Linked DNA regions of Cricetulus griseus: region 1 is linked to region 2. A link is a contact called in public Hi-C data. All regions are on one chromosome and are shown on one strand. Each heading gives the region's core, a stretch centred on a gene start, on an enhancer-like site or on the middle of the called end of the contact. The rest is flanking DNA. Distances are from core to core; before and after follow the strand shown. Region 1 overlaps Sidt2 (SID1 transmembrane family member 2). Region 2 holds the start of Pcsk7 (proprotein convertase subtilisin/kexin type 7).

The links. Hi-C and Micro-C count contacts between places; a contact is called where the count stands out from the background.
Region 1: a contact with region 2 is called in a Hi-C map of liver, with 2.2 times the contacts expected there. The contact joins the enhancer-like site here to the promoter of Pcsk7 in region 2. A contact is called at or near these places in 2 of 8 Hi-C or Micro-C datasets (fibroblasts and liver).

Annotation. Positions count from the first base shown.
Region 1 is chr4:157,665,353-157,672,339 of CriGri-PICRH-1.0, forward strand. Sidt2 (SID1 transmembrane family member 2) reads right to left here. Exons shown (of 24, transcript XM_027412045.2): 6 at 5,744-5,837; 7 at 5,375-5,427; 8 at 4,285-4,353; 9 at 4,048-4,119; 10 at 3,804-3,866; 11 at 2,919-3,037; 12 at 2,502-2,575; 13 at 2,346-2,412; 14 at 1,770-1,843; 15 at 1,511-1,634; 16 at 863-980; 17 at 173-309. Among named protein-coding and RNA genes, the nearest start is that of Sidt2, 9.4 kb to the right of the region's middle. Within about 2 kb of position 3,264, at least 1 of the 6 cell types and tissues checked has open chromatin away from gene starts, as enhancers often do.
Region 2 is chr4:157,624,539-157,631,019 of CriGri-PICRH-1.0, forward strand. It overlaps Pcsk7 (proprotein convertase subtilisin/kexin type 7), which reads left to right and starts at 5,157. Exons shown (of 17, transcript XM_027412029.2): 1 at 5,157-5,264. It overlaps Rnf214 (RING finger protein 214), which reads right to left and starts at 5,025. Exons shown (of 15, transcript XM_027412033.2): 1 at 4,757-5,025; 2 at 2,985-3,098. The coding sequence starts at 3,091.

The DNA of each region.
Region 1 (6,987 bases), core at 2,014-4,513, 39 kb after region 2:
GCATTCTTACTAGACAGGCTGTTTGGTTAGGCTGCAGTTATAGAGGGACCCAGGATGGCCCCTTAGGGAAGAGGCAGAACCTCTCCAGCAGTGGAGGACAGGATGAGTGCACCCCCACGTGTGTATGCATGTGCCTTTCCCATGGGGTGTGCAGAGTAGACAAGGCCCTCACCACGCCCAGAACGGAGAAGAAGATGACGATGGCCAAGCAGGCATATGCACTGTAGGCACTGGCGTTGATATCTGGGTGCCGCTTCTGGTAGAGCTTCAGCATGCAGAGGCCAGCAATCATGTACATGAATGAGGTGTCTGGGTAGGAACAGGATGTGAGCTAAAGAGACACCCATGGGGACTCCATACACAACTCTCAGCCCGGACAAGCAAAGAGTGCCTTGGAATGCTATGAGCAAGTTGGAGGGTCAGCGCTTTAGCCCCCTGAATCACACAACTTTTTAGCCAGTCTGCTGCTCTCTGAAGTTAAGAACAACTTAGTTTGAGGGTCTTGGTATATGAAAACCCTGAAGTCAGGGAGTATTTCCTGAAGGTTTTGTCTTTTCAGTTTCTGTAGGAATGACTGGAGAGGAGGCAGGACAGATGGCCATATTCTTCCTTCCTTTGTTTTTTTTTGTTTGTTTGTTTGTTTGTTTGTTTTCAAAACAGGGTCTCTCTGTATGTGTAGCCCTGACTGTCCTGGAACTCAATCTGTAGACCAGGCTGGTCTTGAACACACAGAGATCTGGAATTAAAGGTGTGTGCCACCACTACCTAGTTTACCTGGCCATCTTCTAGTCAGAGGCCATCCTCCAAGGCTCCTACCAGGTGGGATGGTAGAGGTTCAAGCAGACAAGGAGACAGCACTCACCAAACTGGAAGTTAGTATAGTTGGGGCAGACGTGGTAACAGGCGCTCAGCAGTCCCTCCATCATCAGCGCTGTGCCCATGGCATAGAATAAACCGAAGTGTTTAGGGATCCCACACTCCTACAGATTGAAAGAGAAGGAAAAGAAAAGTGAAGTGGAAAGAGAAGTGTCCTGAGAGGAGACCCAAGGGGACGGAGGAGGAAAAGGACTGGGCTATGGAGTGAGTGGGTAGTAGGGTGTGTTGTACAAGGCAGGGAAGAACAGAGTAGGGCAGGATAGAACAGCTGAGCAGGGAAGGGGAAAGCAGAGCAGGGCAAGAGTGGGTAGGGTAGAGAAGGCAAGGAAGAGTAGGGGAAATGTGGGCAGGGCAGAACCCAGAAAGGCAGGGCAGACCTGGGCAGGGCAGGGCAGGGCAAGGCAAGGTAGGGAAGGGAAGGGAAGGGAAGAGAAGGAAAGGGAAGAGAAAGAATGGGAAGGGAAGGGAAGGGAGGGGAGGGGAAGGGAAGGGAAGGGCAGGGCAGGGCAGGGCAGGGCAGGGAAGGGCAGGGCAGGGGAGGGGAGGGCAGGGCAGGGTCAGGATAGATAGTAGAGTTGGATTAGACAAAGTCTCCTTGCCAGGTGGAAGCCTTGGTGGGCAGTGGCTGGCTTACCAGAGCATAGAGGTCATTTCGCATCAGGGCCCGGTTGTGATTGATCTCTCGCTGCAGAATGATGAGCAGGAAGAGCAGCCCCAGCAGGATGTAGCCCAGGTTGCTGAGGATGTTGTTGAAGGCGCTAGAGGGCACAAGACACGCACATAGCTTACACTCAGGCCCTTCCCTTTCTTCTGCCAGCAGGATTCACAAAGCCCTACCCTGCACTGCTCACTGCTGCCTACCCTACCCACCCCTAGGCCAGCACAATCCCCACCTGAGGTTACCCAGTGGGTGGGCACAGAGGAAGTTGTAGTAGCAGATGTCCTGGTTCCCTGTGACATTCACCACCTGTGGGGGCAGGGGTGCAAAGGTATTAACATGCCTGACTCAGCAAGGAGCCCGTGCCACACCACCTGGGTCCAACTGGCAAGTCAAAAGCAGTACCAGCCTGGCTGACATGTGTGTACACAGTACCCAGGCTGGTGCTCTTTTAAGAGTGAGTGTGTGTATGTGTGTGTGTGTGTGTGTGTGTGTGTGTGTGTGTGTGTGTGTGTGCTTTAGGTGGCACAGATGCCTGCCATTGTCCTCTTTATATATGTGCCTCACAGTAAGGGGAGGGAAGTCACACTCACAAAGTCCTGTGACCTCTATTTTGTAGACCCAACCCCAGCTTCACTTTGCCCCCAATTCGCAGGTGAAGAGACTGCTCAGAAGTCCAGTGTCTCACAGCAAAAGTAGAATTGGGATCTGAAAGCTGGTCCCTTGACCTATGTTCACAGCAGCCTCTGCCTGCAATGGTTCTAAAGGGTGAGGCAGTCACAGACAGATGCTCCAACCCTCGCCCTCTCACCGTCTGATAGGTGATGACCAGCTGCACCACAGGAAGGGCGTAGAAGACCGCAATGGTTGCTATGTTCCTGAGGGGCGGGAGGGCCGTGGTAAGGTGGGCAGGACCCATGAAGCTGCCCTGTAGTAACAGGACTCCCTGTCTGTGTAGCCCACTCACCAGAAGTAAATCTGGTACTTTTTCCGCAAAACACGTTTGTCCTTTCGTGCCAGATCAGCCACACAGAGATATTGCTAAGGAGAAGCAGGAGTGAGCCTCACTTACCCAGCACCTGGGGGAACCCCTGCCACCCAGGTTAGGGCAGGCACATGGGGCTTCCCTCAGAGAAGCCCAGAATTCAGTCGGCAGGGTTCTGGAACTCCCCACTTCTGTGGCTAATTAGGTCAAGAGGGCTTGCCCAATTAGTCTGGAAGAAACTAGAAATCAGGCTGACTTCTCCTAGAACCCATCCTACCTGTCCCAGATCAGCCCTTCCCCTTCACATCCCTAACAAGTCACAGAGACATGCTGGGTGTGACCTCAACAGAGTCCCTTCCTCCAGAAACCCTGACCAGTGTCAGGCCATGTATGTCAAACCTTGGTGCGAATGACATTTTTGTCTGAATCAATATCAGTCAATGTGTCATAGTCATCCTCTTCCACAGAGCTCATGGAGTCCAATCGTGGCCGAGTACCCACTGGGTCAAAGGAACGGTCTAGGAATGGCAAAGAAAAAGGGTGTGGGCCAGCAGGACCAAACACTGGGTCTGCCCCCACCCATCAGAAGCAAATGTCAGAATTATCCAACAATGGGGAAGAGGCGAATTGTGGGCCAAGGCTCAGAGCAGTAGGGCAGGTGGCTCAGATGCTGGGAGGAGATGCACTCCTAACTCAGTGGGAGCCAGTGGGAGTTCTGCCAGAGGCCACTGAACAAGAATGACTGCAGGCCTGCTCCACTCCTGGCTCTGGTCCCTGAGCTAGCGCTTTCCAGGCCAGGACACTGAGTGGACCCCAGTTACAAGTACAGGACTGAACTTAGCCAATCATGCAGATTAAAAGGTGCCCAGTCCTGTGGGGTTCTGAGAAGACAAGCCATGGCCACCCTTGGGTTAAACCCTAGTTAGAGGAAAGGGTGTGAGAAAAAGCACCAATCCTTGTCTTCATCTCCTGCCTTCACAAGCCTCCTCCTGTTACCTCACCCGACCCAAACCCCTAAAGGCCAGAAGGTGACACCCAGACCCAGGATCCCTTGGCCAGCAAGCCAGGGAAGGAGGACGCTGGCAAGAAGACAGTGAACTAGGACATCTTACTGGCGGCCAGTGCCTGTCTATCTCAGAAGACACACGGGCTGGCACTGGTGGACCTTGATAGGGAAGCCATGCACTAAACATCTTTCTGGCCCCAGGGATGGCCAGCTCCACTGACCGACCATCCTGGCAGGAATTGATTGGCAGGGCAGCCCTACCCCCTCCCCACATCTACCCATGGCAATGCACAGCTGCCGCATCTGGCCAGAGGGAAGGCGCCGCTTGAACTGGTCGTGCCCTTCAAAGGAAAGGGAAAGTTACAGGGGAACTGAGGCCAAGTAGGAAAGAGAGGAAGAAGGGGGCAGAAGAGCAGCCCTTCCCTGGTTCCAGCATCTGGCACAGAGGCAACCGCCCACCAGGAAGTTTCAGCTAGTCAACAGCAGCCCTGCAGCACACACCCCACTCCATGGCTCACTCACCCTGGTAACCGTAAGAGATGTCCCCTGAACCCGTGCTTTCAGCCAGCCCATCAGTGGATCCGGAAGCATTTTCTGCAGGCGGGAATAAGTGGTGAGGCAGGTGGGAGTGACCTCAGAATGAGACTCCAGAACTTTTCCTAGAGAGCCCTGAGTAGCTGCAAGGGCATGGCCAACAGGAGGCGGCAGCAGAAGCTGTGGCTGGGCATGGGCAAATGCAGTCCTGACTTTGACACGTACCAAAGGAGCCATAGTTGTAACCCTCATAAGGGGCATTGCCAGGAAAGGAATCGGCCAAGACCCGATGACCTGCAATGAGAAGTCAAGGTCCACTTAGACCTGTGAGCAAAGGGAAGGGGTGGGGGGAGAGAAGGGAGAACCTGGGAAAGCCACAGAGGAGCCATGCCAGCAGTAAGAAAGACCACAGATCCCAACACCCACCTCACCCCACAACATATCACTTCAAGCAGACAAGCCACCCTGTGTTCTAAAAGTGGGAACAAGCTGGGCATGGTAGGCCATGCCTTTAATCCTAGCACTTGCCTAGCTAAGACAAGACCAGTGCTACATACTTGAGGCTAGCCTGCACTACATAATCAGTTTCAGGCTATCCTGAGCTATGAATGAGATCTTGTCTAAAAAGAATTTGTTTTTGTTTTTCTGAGAAACAAAACAGGGTTTCTCTGTGTAGCTTTGGAGTCTATCCTGGCACTGGCTCTGGAGACCAGGCTGGCCTCGAACTTACAGAGATCCGCCTGCCTCTGCCTCCCAAGTGCTGGGATTAAAGGCGTGCGCCACCAACGCCCAGCTTAAAAGAATTTTTAATTAAAAAGGAAAAGAAAACTTGAGAGAGGTTGATCAAGGAAACAACCTATCTAAGCCACCAAGGAACATGACATCTAGTGCCTAAAGCCCTCCCTAGGTAGCCCTTATGCTTCACCTTCCTCCCCCTGGACAGCAGCTCCTCTGCCCACAGCACCCGGAGCTTACCAAGGAGAGAAGCTGAGAGAGAGGTCCAAGCAGGAGGGAAGGCACAGAGAGAAGTGATGAAGGAAAGAGAGAGAATGGAAAGTTAACCACTTGAGACTGAGGTGCACAGCCTGAGGCAGGCTGGCAGTACAGCAAGCCACCAGTACAAACCAGAGGATAGTTTCCAGAGTGTCTATGAAGGGGCGAGCCAAGCCCCCAACCTGTTTCCACTTGTGAAATGTTACTTCCAGGCTGAACATGAAGAAGCCACCAACCTGCCCTTCTCTGACCCTTCCCTTCCCCAGCCCTGCTCCCCGTCTCCCCACAACAGATCCACCCAACCCCTGTTCCCTGGAGATACCACTTTCTGGGCAGGCTCGGTCTATGGCCACCAGCAGAGTCTTCTTCCTTTGCCTGCAGGAATTCAGAGGACAACAGAGGCAGGGTGAGGACCTGTCTTAGGCTAGCCTAACTTTCCTTCTATCCTCTCTTTGCATATAACCCCTGAATCCTTGGCTTCTCACACACCAGCGAATAAAAGGGTGTCCCCAGCTTGGGAAGGAATGATGGGATGAGCCTGTTTACAAAGAAATAGTCCATGGACCACAGGTCCCAATGAGTGCTTGTCTGGCCCACCCCTGAAGGGCCAGTGGGACCATCCCATTCTCTCTCCCGTGCCCCCGTCCAACAACCACTTTAGAGCAGGGACAGCCCAGCAGTCCCACCTCACCTCCAGTTCTCCCAACAGGCCAGGAGCACAGTCAGCAGGTAGAAGGAGAGAAATATGCCCAGGCAAAAGAGCATCCCACCAACGTAGGCCTCAGCTGTGGAGAGGGAAAGAGGAAGGCGAGTACAGTGACAACACAGCAGCCCTTCCCATGCTGCCTCTGGATGCCAAGGGACCCCAGGGATCTGGTTCCTCTTCCCCTGAAAGCAATGGCCAGCCAGCATGAACTATTGTTCAATACACCAAACTCTGGCACTCGACTCATGTTGTTTCCTAGAACTTCCTCTCCTACTTCTACAAAACTCCACATTGGCCTAAGCTTCAAACTACAGCTCAAAGGTGGTGCCTCCAGGTGGCCTTATCTATTGTACATTCTCAGTGACCTGTCCTTTGCTCATCCCAGCTCTCAGGACCCTACAGAGCCCTCCTGGCTCCCACCTAAGGGCTTCCTAAGAGCTGTAGTTTTAGCAAACAAGATGGCTCAATTAGTATTGAGTAAATAATCCACAGGAGAGGTGGCTCTCCCAGCACAATCCCTTATTTTGCTCTTAGTTAATTTACTTAGTGTGTATACTGCATTTAGAGTTGCTTGTTTAAGATGCATTTATTTTTGTTTTTTTATGTGTGAATACTTTGCTTGCATGTATATGTGCACCATCACATAGGTGCCTATCAAAGCCAAAAGAGTGTATCAGATCCTAGAGTTACAGACAGTAGTGAGCAGCCATGTGGGTGCTGTAGATTAGTACTTGGATCCTCTGGAAGAACAATCAGTGCTTTTAGGAGCTGAGGCATTTCTCCAGCCCCAGTTGTCTGGATTTCTTGTTTGTTTTTTGTTTTTTTGAGACAGGGTTTCTCTGTAGCTTTCAAGGCTATCCTAGAACTCGCTCTACAGATTGGGCAGGTCTCGAACTCACAGAGATCTACCTGCCTCTGCCTCCTGAGTGCTGGAATTAAAGGCATGCACCACCAACGCCAGGCTCAGCCCCAGTTGTTTTCATTGCTGTTTATTTTGTTTTGCTTTTTTGAGACAAGGTCTCATGTTCAAACTGGCTTTGAACTCAGGACATAACCAAGGATGAGTCTGAGCTGATCTTCCTGTTTCTACCTCCAAACTGCTGGGATTAAAGAGGGGTGTGCCACTGTGCCAAGTTCCTTATTTCGATCTTATATTCTTCGGTTTAGAAAGGATCCCATTTAAAAACTCAATAGACATTGCTGAGCACTGACTAGGGGCCCAATATTCT
Region 2 (6,481 bases), core at 3,907-6,406:
ATACAAGCAAAACACCAAATGCACATAAAATAAAAATAAATTAGCTGAGAATGGTGGTGCATGTCTTTAATCCCAGTGTTCAGGAGACAGAGGCAGGATCTCTAAGTTTGAGGCCAGCATGGTCTACAGATAGGGTTCCAGGATAGCCATGGCTAAACAGAGAAACCCTATCTCAATAGTAATAAAAATAATAACTTTTTAAAACTTTATGTTAAATTCCTTTGCTGTTTTCCCTCTTCCTCTGTGCTGTGTGTAACTGTCAGCTTACCCTTTTAAGCATCCCAAGCTGGCACCGACATAGGCTTCAGGTAAAGTACTCTTCCCTCAGAAGGACTGACTGTGACACAGACATCTTTATAAACATACTCAGTAGTTTTTGAAATTTTTGTTTTGTTTTGTTTGTTTTTCAAGACAGGGTTTCTCTATGTAGTCCTGACTGTCCTGGAACTCACTCTGTAGACTGGGTTGGTCTCAAACTCAGAGATCTACCTGCCTCTACCTCCTGAGTGCTGGGATTAAAAGCATATGCCACCATAGCCTGGCTAATTTTTATCTTTTCTTTCTTTTTTTTAGTGGACCAATAAGTTTAATTAGGGTTAATACAGGAGCATGGATGAAGGGCTAATTACAGGAGGGGCAAGGCCAATGAAGAAAATGTCTTTCCCTTCCCCAAATACTCAGTGATTCTTGTTGAGAGCCAACTGTGGAATGGGGGCAGGGAACTTAATTATAAACCTGGGCAAATACAGTACCTGGATTTAAATCCAAACCATACAATTTACTAGTTGTTTGCCTCTAGACAAGTTATTTTATTTCTTTTTTTTAAGATTTTATTTATTATGCATACAACACTCTGCTTCCATGTAGATCTGCATACCAGAAGACGGCACCAGATCTCATAACGGATGGTTGTGAGCTACCATGTGGCTGCTGGGAATTGAACTCAGGTCCTCTGGAAGAAAGTGCTCTTAACCTCTGAGCCATCTCTCCAGCCCCGTTATTTTATTTCTAAAATAGAAATAGTATTGTCCACCTAACAGATCAGTCACTCAGTCCTTTGGCTGTTATGACTACTAGGAGTAAAGACATGGCTGATTTAATTTAGAAAACTAATACAAGCAGAGAGATCCAAGTTTATCGTAGGCTTATGTGACATTTCCCCTGTTACTCATTCACTAACAAGCATCTCTTACTACAGTTATATGCCATCATACCTGGCTCAAATAGCTCTTTTTAAGAAGAAATATTTATTGAGCATTCTTGAGTCAGAGTTCATGAGTTCAAACTCTGACTCAAACAGAGTTTTGTACCTTTGGGCAAGTAAGTCACTAACCTCTCCAGGTCTCAGTTTCCTCACTGTTACAGGAACATTAACACCTGTCTTCTGGGACTTACGTGAGTGTTGACTGTGTTAATGTACATACCTATTGTATTAGGTCCCAGGTTCTCTAGTCAATTTAGTTCAATATTGCACACAACAGTGTTATTACCACTCTCAAGAGAAAGGTTGGATAATCACAACCCCTGCTTGCAAGACTCTGGAGGAGAGAGCTGAGTGTGGTGGCCCACACAATTGGGAGGTAGAGACAGATTAGACTTGGCTACACAGTGAGTTTGAGGTCAGACTAAGCTACAGAAGACCCTGCCTCAAAATATAAGAACCAGTGAGATGGCTCAGTGTGTGAAGGCACCATCCTACCAAGTCTGACCTGAGCTGGATTCCCCTGAACCCACACGGTGAAAGAAGAGCACCGATTCTGGCAGATTCCCCTGATTTTCACATGAAAATCATGGTATCTACCTATGTTACACATAAACACTACATTTAAACACTTTGGAGGCAGAATCAGATGAACTCTGAGTTCAGCCAGCTCCAGGTCAGCCAGAGTTACATAGTGAGACCCTATCTCAAAAAGAAAAAAAATTTAAAAAAACAAATTGGGATGGGAGAAAAAAAGAACACTAAAATTTATTAAGAGGCATAATACAGGCTGGAGACATGGCTCAGAGGTTAAGAGCACTGACTGCTCTTCCAGAGGTCCTGAGTTCAATTTCCAGCAACCATATGGTGGTTCACAACCATCCATAATGAGATCTGGTGCCCTCTTCTGGCGTGCAGGCATACATGGAGGCAGAACGTTGCATACATAATAAAAAATAAAATCTTTAGAAAAAAAAAAAGAGGCATAATACATGCATTAAGCAGTAAGATACATTAACAAAGATATCAAGATGGATAGATACACATATAATCTGTGTTTCTGTTTAAATTTTGTACATACATATCTTCTATATAACCAAGTAACTTATAAATGAGTATGGGGGCTGACAAAATGGCTCAGCAGGTAAAGGTGCTTTCCACAAAAGTCTGGTAACCTGAGTTTAATCCCTGGAACCCATATAATAATAATAATAAGAACCCATTCCACAAAGCTGTCCTTTGGTCTCCCAATGTACACACACCTCCCCCATCCCCAGCATGCATAACACACAATAAATAATCATTTTAAAAAACATGAATATGGCCACACATAGTGGTACATCCCTTTAATCCCAGTACTAAGGAAGCAGAGGCAGGTGAATTGCTGAGTTTGAGGTGAACCTGGTCTACATAGTGAATTCCAGGCCAGCCAGGGCTGCAAAGTGAGACCTTGTCTAAAAAAAGAAAGAAAGAAAGAAGCAAGATACACAAGGATGCTAAATGAACATTTAGGCGGTATAGGACATGTCAAAGAAATATATGCATTTATGATGTGTGGATACATGTTCTAACCCAGCATGCCTGCCCAAGTGCCAGTTGCTATACCATACAAAGACTAAGAAGTCCCCACTTTTAAAAAAATTAATCTGGGGGAGGGAAAGAAAACTTATCTGCAGGAGTGTCATTAGAGTGCTGAGGGGGAAAGGCTATAGCTAGTGGGTCAGAAGCCCATCTCCAAGCCCCTTATCCCAATAAGCCTTCTCCTCATGAGTCTGCACATTACCTTAGGCCATCTGGGAGAGCGTCATCTGTCTTGGAAGCGCATAAAGTAGAGGATTCCGAAGGACTGGGGGCACTGGCCCCAACGCCAGCTACCTCAGAGGCCGCCATCTGCACTCTGGACATTCAGAAACAAAGGACACAATACAAATTACAAGCTGAAAACTGTCTTCTGCAGAATGCCCACTGTATCTGTTCCTCTAAACACCAAGAACTTAGGATCTGAAAATAAACACCCAAAAAAGAGTATTCTGCAGGAGGGCAATAAAAAAAAAAATGCCACTTCACACCTTAAGTACCAGCCAGTACCAACCCTCAGGAGCAGTCATATGTACATAAATATCTAGGAGTCTATGCAAAGCTTTTACCTTCTCTTGACAGAAGTAGTTCATTTAAAATAGATGACAATATGATATGAATTTTTCCAAATGATCCACCTTGTCTACTGCCATTTATAAAAGATGACCTTTTTGGCCCAGAATCAATGTTTAAAAATCACTTTTTGGCTGTTCCAGCCAAACATTCTCTATTAATTTAAGTGTGGGTTTTTGGGGGAGGTGTTTCCAAGAACAAGTCATACCCATACTGGACCATCTTCCCTGGGTGCCTTTTTGACCCTGTCAGTATTCCTTCCCTGTGGATGCAAATAGTCTGGTATCTGCCAAGGGCAGACTAGCGAGTTACCATTGTGGCAAAACAGGTTGCTACTTGGTTACTCCAGGAAGAAAAGGAGATGCTGAAAAACATGGTAACTCAAGTAGAGAACCCGAGAAGACGCTTTTTCATTTTTATTTTTAAGAGCGTCCTTTTTGCTGCAGAAGGGTGAGAAAAAAAAAAAAAACTAGGTGACGAAGGGAGGATTAGTTCACATTCCTGTTTTTATTTTGACAGTATCACAGGAATACCTCTGAACAGAGAAGAGGCCATAAGAGCAGATACCGAGCCAGGCTCAAACAACAGTCACAGCCCAGTGCCTCAGTTTCCTCTCATAATAAAAAAAGCTCCTGGGTGAAAATGGGCCCTGAAACGCCATTGCTGTCTCGGATGCAAACATTCTGCCTCCAAAAGGGTCGAGATCATTGCCTCCAACAGGGAGCAAGGTCTGGGTCACCGGTTCCCGGTAAAGGAAAACCTTAAGGCAAGGGTCATACGTGAAACTCCGCGGCTAGAGCCCAAAGCGAGAGGAGCGGGGGTCGCACATCTGCCTGGAGAGTCCACTACGCCCGAGGGAATCCCGCAACCCGGTGGCGGTCGCCAGCCAGGAGGCGACGCAGAAGGGGACAATGGGGGGAAGCGGCGCCGGGTGGTCGCCGCCACTCTTTGCAGCAGACGGCCGCTAGGCCGCCCGCTAGCACGGGGCAGCGACACCTCCACCCCTGCCCCTCGGTCCTCACCGGCCGCCAGCCCCCGTCCCACACCCAGGCCGGGCTCCAGCCCCGTCCCCGTCGCCCCCTCCCCGCCCCCGCCGCGCCCCCTAGTCCCGCCGCCCCGCGCCCGCGCCGCCCCGCACACACCTCCCGCGCCGCGCCCCCGGGGAGCAAAGGCGGGGAGGGGGAGGGAAGGGACGCACCTGAGCGGGCGGAGAGGGGGAGGGGCGGCCGAGCCTGGGGGAGGGTCGAGCGCCGGCCCGCGCGCGGCACCTCCCACTTCCGGCGGCGCGAGCGCAGGGGGCGAGGCCGGGGCGGCGAGAGGAGCGGCCCCGCGGAGTGCGCGCCGCCACCGACTGCGCCCTCTGGCGGCAGACACGGGCAGCGCCCGGGCAACAGGGCCACCCACCGCGGGAGAATCCTGAGACACAGCCGAGCCTGGGGGAACGAGGGCCAGAGACACTGCGATCCACCCAGTGGAGGCGGAAGCCGCTCTGAGGAGGTTACGGGGGAGCGTCAGGGCCATGGCAGTCCGAGGGAGAAGAGCCACGAGGGGTGTTTAGAGGTCGGGACCGAGATGGTCCTTTCAGGGGACGCCATGAAGTACGAGGGCCCTCTTGCGGAGGGCTCCTGTGGCGGAGGACTGGAGGACGCGGGGCGCCGAAGCCCGCACAGCCCGCATGGGCCTGTGGCGGAAGCCGGCGGCAGGCGTTGGCCGAGCGCCCTGTGCTCGGCCCGCGGCGGGTCGAGAGGTCGAAGGCCCAGCCGCTGATTGGCTGCGGCGCCAGGCGGAAGTGATGTTGCTGTCAGTGGCTCCTCCGGCTCCCGGGAAGCCGCGAGTTTCCGCAGGGAGGCAGCGGCGGAGGCTGAGGAGGAGGAGGAGGAGGAGGTGGAGGAGGAGGAGGAGGCTGCTGCGGGTGAGTTGGGGAGTAGTGGGTAGCGGGCTGGACCTCGGAAATCCGGGTGGCCCTGGACTGGCGCGATCGGCACAAGCGGAGGAGGAGCTGCGCTGAGGGCACCTTGGGACCTGGCGTGGGCGACCCGAGCGGGACGGGGGCCTCCGGCTCTTAGGTTCCGGATAGCATAGGTCCTAATGAGAGAGGGGCGTGTTGCACAGAGCAACCGAGGACGCTGGGAAGGACCACCCGTGAAACTAATATTCTGTGCTTGACATGGTTGCTTTGAGCAGGGTGAAGGAACGTGAAGGACAGTGGCTAGAGAGGAGAATCCTGAACAGGAGAGATGCCCTTCTTCTCCCTTGATAACTAAATGCTATTTTGATAGGCCTCGCAGTTGAGGGAGATGGGGTCTGCTATCGGAAGGTGCTTATGAGTTCTTGCCCGGAAGCTTGAGAATAAGTGTGGCTATGCCCTGGGCGACAGGTAAAGCTCGGTTCTCTTCCAGAAATGTGAAACCTACAGCGACTCTAAGAGCCTGCCTGGGTGAATGACTGCTTTCTAACTGGATTCTGAGTGTACTTCTATGCAGACTAGGTATCCTGGGACAATCGAAGCAAGTCAGGGTCAGGGAGGCATGTAAGAGGGAATATGTCCGGGAACTTGAGGGCATGGTGGCCCACACATGTAAGGATCATGAGTCCTCAGCTGTTTATACAAAAAAATCCAGTTAAAAAAATAAAAACAAAATCGAGGAAAAGGGATAAGTTACACTAATAGAATAATCTGGGAGAGGAGTGATTGTTGGCATAACTTCTCTACCTTTCCAAGGAATCTTTCATAAGACAGAATACCTTTTCTAGACTGTTTTGAGTTTGGCCCCATCTGAGTGTGTGTCTGGGTACTAGGACTGCTCTAGGTAGGGCTTAGTAGACTTAGTGGCTTTTAAAGAAGCTCAGGAGCCCACATGTGCCTTGTCCCTGTCCCCCACAGTTGCTCACTAATTTTAATTTGGCAGTTGTCCTTTGAGTGATTAAAGTCAGGGCAGAGTGCGTGCCCTCACTGAGAAGTCAACTTGGTGAGACAGGGACAGATCTTTAGTCCTTCTTGCTAGTCATTTCCATTCTCCCAGTTACCCACATGCATTTATGCCCAATAAGTTTTTTTTAAGGTTTACTGATTGTTATTTGATATAATTTTTTAATTTTAATTTTTTATTTTAGAAACACTCTTATTTA